Linked DNA regions of Rattus norvegicus: region 2 is linked to region 1. The links are chromatin contacts, called in public Hi-C maps. All regions are on one chromosome and are shown on one strand. Each heading gives the region's core, a stretch centred on a gene start, on an enhancer-like site or on the middle of the called end of the contact. The rest is flanking DNA. Distances are from core to core; before and after follow the strand shown. Region 1 overlaps Celf4 (CUGBP, Elav-like family member 4). Region 2 overlaps Celf4 (CUGBP, Elav-like family member 4).

Region 1 (4,974 bases), core at 924-3,423:
AAGATGTATATTCTCTCACAAACTCAGAGATGGTCCCACTCCAGCTCCCTGACCCCCTGCCTCAACGTTGAATGTTCTCTGAGGTGAGCAGAGATCTGTGGCAGGATCCAGGAGGGAAAGGACCTGTTCCACTCTCCAGGAGGCCTCTGCCCACCCCCATCCCCCTCCTCCTCTGCCTCCTCCCCCTCCTCTCCCTCCTCTTCCTCCTCTCCCCCTCCCCCTCCTCTCCCTCCTCCTTTCCCTTCTCTTCCTCTCCCCCTCCCCCTCCTCTCCCTCCACCTCCTCCTCCTCCTCCTCCTCCTCCTCCTCCTCTTCCTCCTCCTCCTCACTGATGCACCTGCCTGCAGAGGCTCTCAGCACCACCATGCTGCTCAAAGCATCCCGGTGGATGTGGGTGAGGAGGAGGCCAGGACAACAGTGCAGAGGCCTCTCTGGTGGCTCATCCTGTAGGGAAGGATGTGTCAAGAAGGAAGAAGCTCACTTCTTAGCAGCTCTTTCCCTAGCTGTCAGGAGCAGGTCTCCTTGGGTTAGGAAGTGGGTCATGTGTGTGCTAGTGTGTTTGTGTGTGCGTGTGTGCACGAGCATGTGCACTTGTGCTCTTGTGCTTGTGTGTAGATGTCCATGCACACAGTTTGGGTTTGGAAGTCTCTGAATTGTGTCTGGGTAGAGTTTGTAGAGGAAATCGAGGAGGAGTAGGAGGACGGGCAGAAGGCTGTCTGAGAGAGACAATGTGTGCCTGCTCAGTGGTATAAGAAGTGTGTTTATATGTGCATGTCTGTCCCTTTCCTTCCTTCCTTTTTTCTTTCTTTCTCAGGCACGGCCTTAACATAAAGCACTGGTTAGCTCAGAACTCTATGTAGTCCAGGTTGGCCTTGAACTCACAGTAATCTACCTACCTCGAAAGCATGAACCAGCACACCTGACTTTGCAGGAACATTTTTGAGAGCACGCTGTGGGGCCCTTTGCCTGCAGGCCTGAATATATTATACACATGTGAATGGGCATGGGAAGATGCTTCTAGTGCGATGTCTGGTCATGTCTACCATGCAAGAGATGTTCGGGAATGTGAAATGTGTGTGTGTGTGTGTGTGTGTGTGTGTGTGCCGTGACACAGACAGCTGAAGCAAACTGAAAAATAGAGGCCCGGCTGGACAGGCACATTGCAAGTGGGTGGGTAGAACAGTCCGTGTAGGCTGTCTGGTGGAGGGGGTAGCGAGCCTTCTACTCCTTTTCTCTGCTCCTTGGCCACTACTGTCTTCCCGGGTTTCAGTGGCTGGAGGCCATCACTAAGCAGAGTCTGGTGAGTACTGCACAAGAGCCTGAGTGGGGGCCTTTGAGAATTCTACAAGGTGTCTGTGCTGAGCCCGGTGTCTCCTCAGTAAAGACTAAGGTAGCCAGGGGTCTAGCTCAGGTCTGGCCTCCCAGGGTTCCTGGGAAAAGTGCACTGTCTCACTGAGACCCTTAATCTCTATTTCAAACAGCAGCTCAGGTGCCCAGGAGAAGGCCCCCACTTTCTCCTTTTCTATCCCAGATTTACTGACCGATGGACAAAGCCACTGTGGGGCTATCAAAGCTACTCTGCCGACTTTTTACCTTTTTAATAGAAAAATATAGTGTGGCACTCGTCCACCTTAAAAGTGAAAAATAGAGAGCATAAAGCTTGATTTAATAAAGACACCAAATAATAAAATATTCTTTTGTTCTATGTTATGGTAATTGAAGGGAGAGAGAGAGAGAGACTGGGCTGGGAGGCAGCAGAGAGAGAACTGGGAGAGTCAAGCAGGGTTTGGAGCTAGCCCAAGGGAGAGGTGCCCAGTAGGACACCGGTGCACAGAGAAAAGAGGGAGAGGAGAACCAGACTCCAAGGTACATGGGGCAGTGCTCCAGAGGGAGAGGCAGCCGTGTGAGCATCCAGAGCCCTGCAGTGGCTGCCTCTTCTACCTGTTCAAACCATCAGTAATCCTAAAAGGGACTCATGAGACAGCAGGTTCGTGAGCTCAGAGATTGAAGCCCAGGTAAGCTATCTGATGACTTTGGTCTAATGCAGCCCCAGATCTCTACTGACCCCCTAAGCCCCACACGCTTAATGCTAGGCACGTGACAGCCCCCAAGATCACCTCAGAATCCTCATAGCCTTGGCCTGAGCTCCCCAAAGTAACCTGGTCAGCCTCCTTCAAGCCTTCATTCTCTATACCTTGCCCTTCCCAAAGGACCCAAGGACCCAGCTATTGCCAAACCTGCACTCTACCCATCCTCTTTCCACCTCATTCTCTACCACTGTTTGACATGGTCACACTGTGAGGGTGTCTGCTTAGCCTGAGGTGCTCCTGAGTACTGCAGAAGTAAATATAGGAGCTGGAGGGAATCTTTAGAAGAGGTTCAGGGTGTCAGGGAGGGAGCCTAAAGGAACTGAGGTTTGAGCAGGAGCCCACAGAACCACAAAGGCCTGGATGCATTTCAGATTGCGGGAAGTGATGGGAGGAGGCAATGTGGGTGAGAGGCACAGTGTGGCAGTTTCTGTCAGCACAGGTTGGGAGAGCTGAGTGAAGAGACACGGGGGTGGGGGGTTAGGGCCCACCATGTGTGTGTTTACATGCTCTTGAGGTGGTTTTACACATGGCTAGGAATAGGCAGACCTCTCTCTAGTTGTACCTGTCACTGATTCCACTACTTTTAGGCCACACTCTCCTAGATGGTACAGGATGTGGTATATTCTGCTACATGGTATTAGCTCAAAAAAGTCTTGTCCAAAAGAAAAAAAAAAACCAGCCAAGGATGGCAACCTCAAGAACCAAACAAAGGCAGAGCAGGTCAGAAGCTTCATGAAGAACTGGGCATATGGGAAGGCTATGGTCCTTGGGAAGGGCCATTTAGTGGTCATGTCTTGATGTGGAGCTGAGCAACCCTGGACCACTGAGACCCCAGCAGAGCCATCAGTTACACCTTTGCAACCACAGTGGTCTGTCCTGTTGAGTGTTATTTAACAAACGCTTCTTCCCCATCTGGCCACCACCTCTGTGAGAGGCTCTTGTCACGTGTGCCATGGACAGAGCCTCAGGAGACTCTGAATACCAAGAACTCCAATGGTGCACTGGTGTACACACAGCTGAACGGGAAGTAGCTAGAGGCCAAAGCCCTCAGCAGGTCACTAGCAGTGTGACAGCTTATCAAAAACAGCTGGGTGAGCATTTGCTGTGAGCCAGGCTCCTGCCCATTACAAAGCAACCAGATTGACACTACTGGCATTGTCCACATGGTGAGGTCAGAGGGGGAAACTGAGGCTTATACGGGTCCAGTCACTGTGCAGCTGGGTAGCCCAGAGCACGGAGGTAGGAAGCTTTGTTCTAGGTCCGTGCTCCTGTAGTTGAAGTGGCATGTGCAGCCTGACTTTGAGACTTTGGATAGACACTTGCCAATCTGTGGTGCTGGCACCCAGAAAATGATTCTCCAATATATGTGACTTCCTGAGTACTTTGAACCAAAGGACACTGGATAAGCTTCAGAAACAGTCTCCCTATCCCTGGCCTCTTGTCTACTTCTGAGGTGAGCTATCAAGACAAGAATTCTAAAGGTGGGTCATAGGGACGAGAACCCATGGACCCCCTAGAGCATGCCAGGCTCCCCTCTCCCTGAGGACTGTTATTTCAGAGGTCCTGCCCAGCACATGGCCTTTGCTGGGGTTTCTCATCTCAGCCTGTTAGTGTCATGAAACCCCATGTCTACATGGCTATCCCTTCTCCAGCAAACCTAAGAATAAAAGCAGTTCTCCAGTCATCTTTGTGCCTTCATTTCTGGAGACACAAAAATCTTGGATTAAAGAAGTGTTTTGCTTCACCCTAGCTCCTCTGTCTTTTGTTACAGGAGAGGTAGCCAGGACCCTTACAGACCCTTAGCGTAGATTTTACCGTTAGGACACACAAGCATCTGAACTGAGCTGTTCCACCAGAACGTAAGGCTGACTGAAAAGATCCCTACTCTTCCTGGGTCTCTCCAGGGACGTGACTTCATTATCAGTGAGGATCACGGAGGGCACACTGACAGCTGAGTCGGGACCGGACTGAAACAAGATTAACATACGAAAGAAGCCAGTTGGCAGAGGAAGTGCAGAAGCCCTGTCTTATCAGGCCTCGTCTGGCCCACAGGCTAGGGGGCTGCAGTAGCGCCAGCTACACAAAAGGGAGGCAAGTACTGTGTCAAAGTCCTATAAAGGACCCTGCACCTCCTGGCCAGGCTCTTTTGGGGTTTTCCCTCTGCCCACTAGCTTACGTCCACGCTCGTGGGAGCTCTCAAGACCTTTTCTAACAAACTGTTTCTAACTCTTTGTCCTGAACACAGAATTTTGAAATCTACCCTCTGAATTTGCAGCAGATACTAAGCATATTTTAACTCTGTCTTTTATTGGTCTCTTTTAGGGATAGTGGCCTAAAGACTAATCATGTTTCTCCTGACACTCTGGGCTTCCTCTGAAGCCAAGACCTTTCCCCCAAGATCATCGCTTATCTGATTTTTCTCTCTTCCTCTCTTTCAGTTCCCTCCTTCCTGCAGCTCTCAAGATTCACAACTTGCCTGCCCTGGTGTTTTTCCTCTCATAAACTCTTATCAAATTGTTCCCAGGCTTCTGTTTGAGTCCATTTTTACCTTTTTTTTAATACATAAATAAATGAGACTAAGTACTCAAAGGGAACCCCAAAATGCCCAATAACATCATTTCTTTTACGTACGAACCCCAGAATAGGCATGGCCCATGCTAGATGCTCATTAAACTTTCATCCTTCCCAGCAGTCGTCCTTTGCATGGCCCCCAGCAGGGCTGAAGCATGGAGCAGTCTGCTTGCGAAAGCAGCTCAGACGGAGCAGATACCCTTTGTATAGGTACCAAGTTTCCACCCCACCTGCTTTTCCTGCATCAGAGGGCAGAACAGAAGCTACCACCAAATTGACTTAGGGCACAGAGAGTTAAAGGATGGCTGGGAAT
Region 2 (5,310 bases), core at 1,974-4,473, 160 kb after region 1:
ACTCAGAGTGGGACTGCTTGGGAACCAGAAGTCTTTGGGGGTAAGAGGGTTGGAGGTGAAGGGCTTCGATCGTGGAGACAGGGATCCTTTGAGCCAGGTGTGGGATATGCGTTCCATGTAGCTTTAGGGGTAGTGTGTAGCTGTGTGTGAAAGGAGCCAGGCCTCAAGCACAGATGCTCAAGGAGCACCACCTGCCTTTTCCTGCCCCTTTATAGGATAGGCTACTCCTAGGAGCCTTTGCTGGCAGCCCCACCCCTATTGCCATCCACACATTGTCTATAGCCCACAGAACTCAGCCTGGAATTGAATGAAGTCAGCTTGAAGGCCTATACTGGTGTTTGCCCTGCCACGCTGGCCCACCCAGTCCATGCATTGTTTCTCAGCATCTCTCTACCACTACTTAACCTTTCTCCTTGTGTGGGGCACTTCTCCTGATCTCTGTGGTTCATAATCCTGACCAACTCAACAAAACCGAGAGAGAAGGATCTGCAGCCCATGCTGCAACTCCCCAAGTCATCCATCCACCCAGGAGATAGCCCTTTTTCTTCTGAGCACCCAGGGACTTTAAATCTGTGTCCTGCTGGAGAATGTATCTTTGTTCTTGGCGCTTTGAAGCCCCTTAGTTACTTCTGTGACTCTTGCCCAGGGTTTGTAAGGTTATATATGAAGGGGTCTGCATTCATTTTTGGGGGAGACTGTACCCACTATATGGTTGTAAAACAGTCTCTTTTGTTTCCAGATAGCATCCCTTGTAGCCCAGGCTGTCTTCAAACTCACGGTGTAGCTGAAGATAGCCTTAAACTTCCACTCTTCCTGGCTCCATCTACAGGAATGCTGGGATTTCAAGTGTGCACCACCACTCCTAGCCTTATATGCAGTGGTGGGGTTTGAACCCAGGGCTTCTTGCATGCGAAGCAAGCACTCTATTGATTGAGCTACACATCTACAATGTGCCTCTTAGATGATGAAAGACATATAAGAGAAAGATCCTTTAGGGCAAAAATGGGAAATGGACCCCTCTGGGCACCAGAGATGACCAGATAAGAGCACATGGGTTGGCAGTCTGACTTCTTATTTTCTGGAAAATGAGGTAGAGAGTTAGAATAAAAAAAAAGTGAAGTTAAGTATGGTGCTGATTTCTGACAGAAAAGAAAGAAACAACGACTCTTTGCTTACACATATTTAAACCTGCCTTCTATGTCCACTGGCGTATGAATGCCATATCCACCAACTCATGGCAAATGAGAGAAGATAGAGCTTCAGAAGGGACATAGTCCACACTGGAGAGCATGCTCATCTGTTTGGGTAATTACCAGTGACCTGACACTATCTATTTAGTGCCTTTTCCAGCAAGAGGGTCCAGAGCTGCTCTGTGCCAAAGCCTTCCTTCCCATCTCCATTATCTGGACATCGCTCATGGAAGTTAAATTTCCCAGAATGATCTGGGTTGTTGCCATTCCTGTTGTCAGAGTTTACTGGTGTGGGTGGGCGCTTCTAGAATGAAAGCTTTCCAGCAAGCTGGCTCTGTGGGTCCAGATGCCACGCCCTGCCACTTCCGCCAGGTGCAGGACTGCATTCACTGTGAGCTATGCGTTTGCTTATGCAGGAACCAAATGTAGGATTATGTCTTTCCCACCATCGGCTTGCCTTGAGTTTTCCTAAATGTCTGCTTTCAGACGTTATTCCAGGAGCTTGTCCTCAGTTCCCTGGGATGTGAGTTGGTTATCCCAGACAAAGGACCAGATTTGCTGATCCACACAGAGCCTACCCAGTAAGGCATCTGAGAAGTTTGGGAATTGAGTGCTTCTGTTATGGCGTTAGCATCTTTGTCCTTTAGCCGCCCCCAAGCCGAGGCCTCTCCAGTAGTCAGAGGGCAGAGGGTCTGAGAACAGGACTTGTCTACTTGGAGAACAAATCATCAGATAACACAGGGACTGGCTTTGAAAAACACAGACTTGTGGGACAGCCCCCGGCCCCCCAGCTCATAAACCAGATGAATTAAAGGGCAACTATTCATGCAGCAGAAGGCTTGCGTCGGCTCTAAAAGGATTCCTTTTAAGGCTCTTTGATGAGCAAACACAGCACGTTTCAGATAGAACCCATTGTAAGAAAAGAAATGACAAAAAGAAGATAATAACAATTTGCATCCACTATTTTTGGCGCGGCTCTGTGAGGAACCAGGCACACCTGTATCTTGTCCTCTCTCGTCAGCAAGTCCCTCTCCTGGAGAGAGTGGGGAGCTGCAGAGAAACTCAGGGTGGGGATGAGGTCTCCATCCCAACTGTCCTTGAACCTAAGGGAAACCTGTGGTCTACACGAGAGGACCAAGAGTCAGGGACTCATTTTTGATGCTTATTGGGCCCTGACTTGTGTGCGTATATGTGGGATGATTCCAGAGAATACAGGTCTGACCCTGACCATAGGACCCAGCTAGAATCCTCACCTCTCTTTTGCTCCTAAGTTGTTCAAAGAAACTGGAAATATTTGCCTTACGGCACCAGTGAAACGTTTCCCGTATCCACATAGTTAAATTAGTTAGCTGGATAGAAGCCTCAGAGATGATGTATCTAGTTGTCAGTCGTGACTTGGTGCTAATGGCACTACAATTTGGTTACAGTTCTTGCTGTCATTAATCATCGGCCCCCAGCCGGTTGTATACAGGGGTGCTGGGGTGGGGAGGATGGGGCTAACGCCTATAGAAGGTGCCCAGCACTTGAGCTCCTTCTTCTGGAAAGGGCTCAGGCTCACGGGGTGAGCTACCACCTCTCGGTCCCTGTCACCACCCTGACTGACATCGGCCCTGCGCACCTCTGTTTGTTAGCCTCTTGCTACTTATGCTAATAGCATCCTGTAAACTATTTCTGAGTATTAACATCTGCCTCAAGCAGCCGACTTTCACTTACAGAAACTGATTTCGGCTCAGTCAAGCAGATAAACAGAGAAATCAAAGCAGGTGGCTGAAAGTGAAGGAGGAATTCTCCATTCCTGCATTCAACCATTGAACTCCACGAAAGCCGCCATAATTAATATTCAGATAACTATATTCCAACACATAGAATAAACAAGATCATTTAAAGGATGCAAAATACATCTCCAGGGCCAGAGGAGAGGAGAGGGAAGGGGAGGCAGGGGACTGACTATGAATGAGTCACTACCTACTCTGCCCTACACAGTGGATGGCTGCAGTCTTTGAGAACAGGTGATGTGCCTCACAAGGCCAAGAGGCTGGGTGTTACACCACCCAGGCTGCAGCCTGGCAGTTCTGGGGCTGTGCAGTACTATCTGGCCTCAAAAGATCCGAAGGGCTTCAGCCATCTATACTGTAGTCCTCCTTGTCCTGGGAATGTGGCCTGGGAGAGGTGGCCTGCCTTCCTTCATGCAGGTTCTCCCTTGAGTTATACCAACCTGAAAAACCTCTCTACCAATGAGGAGGCTTTTGCAAGTGATGGCTCTAGAATTGGAATAACCTCCCCATGTAATGCCAGGCAGGCAGCAGCAGCCTCCTGGTATTAATAAAGGAAGAGAGTACATGCCTGTTGGGTTTTCTTGTGTCTATTTGCTGTTTTCCTTGTCAGTCAGGATTAAAATAAGACTGACACCATCACCCAGAGCAGATTTGGAAGCCTCCCTTCCCTGTCTGCCTGGGGGCTGCAAGGACAGACTTCCCAACCAAGACTCCCCGTCCCAGCACAACAGGCAAACCCAAGCCCACATGGCGAGGTCCCAGGTCTGGCTTTCAACCGGCTTCTCATACTCACATACAATGAGGGTTTGAGGAGTGGGCCAGTGAGCCCCACCACTCAGCATGGTGCATATTGCCATGCATGCAAATGAGGCTACCCAGAGATAAAATATACATGGGTGTTATTTAAGAGAATTCTGCACTGTAAGCTCCAGGGAAACGGCAAGCTCCTAGGTCCGGGAGAGTGCAATCTGAACTAGCCTGGGATACTTCTGGGCAACCACCAGGAGAAAGGCCCCTTGCCGAAGTCATGCTGCCAGTTTGGCCAGGAACAGGAGAAAGCAGGATCGCCCCCTGGTAAAAAAAGTCCCTGCCGACTTTGCCCCACCCCCTCTGTTCCTGTATTTGCAAGGACCCCGAGGCTAAACAACAAATGTGATCAAGAACTTTAATTTCCACTTTGGGGAATCATCCAGAGCCCCTCCTTGCCGCTGCCCCCGTGCATAGGTCCTGCCTACATCTGTCCCTGGAGGATGGAGTTGATGGAGCCTGGAGCCCAGAGCTGAATCCTGCAGGCTGTGCTTCTGGAGCCACCGCTTTGTTGAAATTTACCCTGATGCTGGGATTTTTTTTTTTTTTTTTTTTTTTTTTTGGTTTCCTTGGAAATAACTCTGAATCACAGCTGTTTGTGGCAGCAATGGGGGAGGTGGGAGAATGTTCTCTGGAGGGGTGTTGGGAGGGGTAGAGTGGCAAACAGGCTTCCCCGGGGAGAACTGAGCACTGTACAGGCTGGTGTGGTGTGAGGCAGGGCCGGTGGTCTCTTGGAATCCTTGAGACCAGACATGAGGATGGTTGAATGTGGGCAAATGGAAACGTTTTCTTCCCTAGAGCCTCGCTTTTGTTTTTTTTTTTTCTTTCTTTCTTTTTTTTTTTTTTTTCGGAGCTGGGGACCGAACCCAGGGCCTTGTGCTTGCTAGGCAAGCGCTCTACCACTGAGCTAAATCCCCAACCCCGAGCCTTGCTTTTGTACTTTCCTATCTTCTCCACCCCTTCCAAAGGCAGCTGATGGGGCAGCAGCCATTTCCCCAGCTCCGGGTCTGCTGGGGCGTCTGTGCTGCGAGGGCCTTTTCTTCATGGTCTTGTCTGTTGTGAGCATCACAACACCTATGCGAGGTGGGCAAGGCGGAGCTTGTGGTCTGTGCGTCAGATGGGAGGTTGGGAGGTTGCTTGCTAGATACAGTGTTGTATCAGGACAGAAAGAAGCCCCAACCCCACCTAGGCAGGTCCCCTCACAGTCAGTCAGTTACTGCACTTTCCCGTCTCTGGCAACCGAAATCACCTCTGCTTCATACAGATGCAGGCTTTCCAGGTACAGGAAAGGCTCTGGGCCAGTGTGCCTTCTTCATTCATACTTTTGCACACAAAGACTGGAAGGGTTTGCTGGTGACCCTCACCACCATCAGGGGAAAGAGGAGGTGACCCACCCTGACTGGGTTTCACCAGATCTACACACAAAAAGCTGAGGCCAAATGGGACCTGGTGGGGCCATCACTTGGCATGTCCCACACAGGTGATGCTCCTGCCCCCCCCCCCCCAGCCTTGCCCTTGCCTCCATGACATCTTCTGGA

The links. A called contact is a pair of places that touch in the nucleus more often than the background predicts.
Region 2: a contact with region 1 is called in a Hi-C map of liver, with 4 times the contacts expected there. The contact joins two enhancer-like sites. A contact is called at or near these places in 6 of 12 Hi-C or Micro-C datasets (Schwann cells, frontal cortex, kidney and 1 more).

The regions. Positions count from the first base shown.
Region 1 is chr18:17,147,543-17,152,516 of GRCr8, forward strand. All of the region lies in intron 2 of Celf4 (CUGBP, Elav-like family member 4), which reads right to left. Among named protein-coding and RNA genes, the nearest start is that of Celf4, 190 kb to the right of the region's middle. Within about 2 kb of position 2,174, at least 2 of the 93 cell types and tissues checked have an H3K27ac peak or open chromatin away from gene starts, as enhancers often do.
Region 2 is chr18:17,307,003-17,312,312 of GRCr8, forward strand. All of the region lies in intron 1 of Celf4 (CUGBP, Elav-like family member 4), which reads right to left. Among named protein-coding and RNA genes, the nearest start is that of Celf4, 30 kb to the right of the region's middle. Within about 2 kb of position 3,224, at least 14 of the 93 cell types and tissues checked have an H3K27ac peak or open chromatin away from gene starts, as enhancers often do.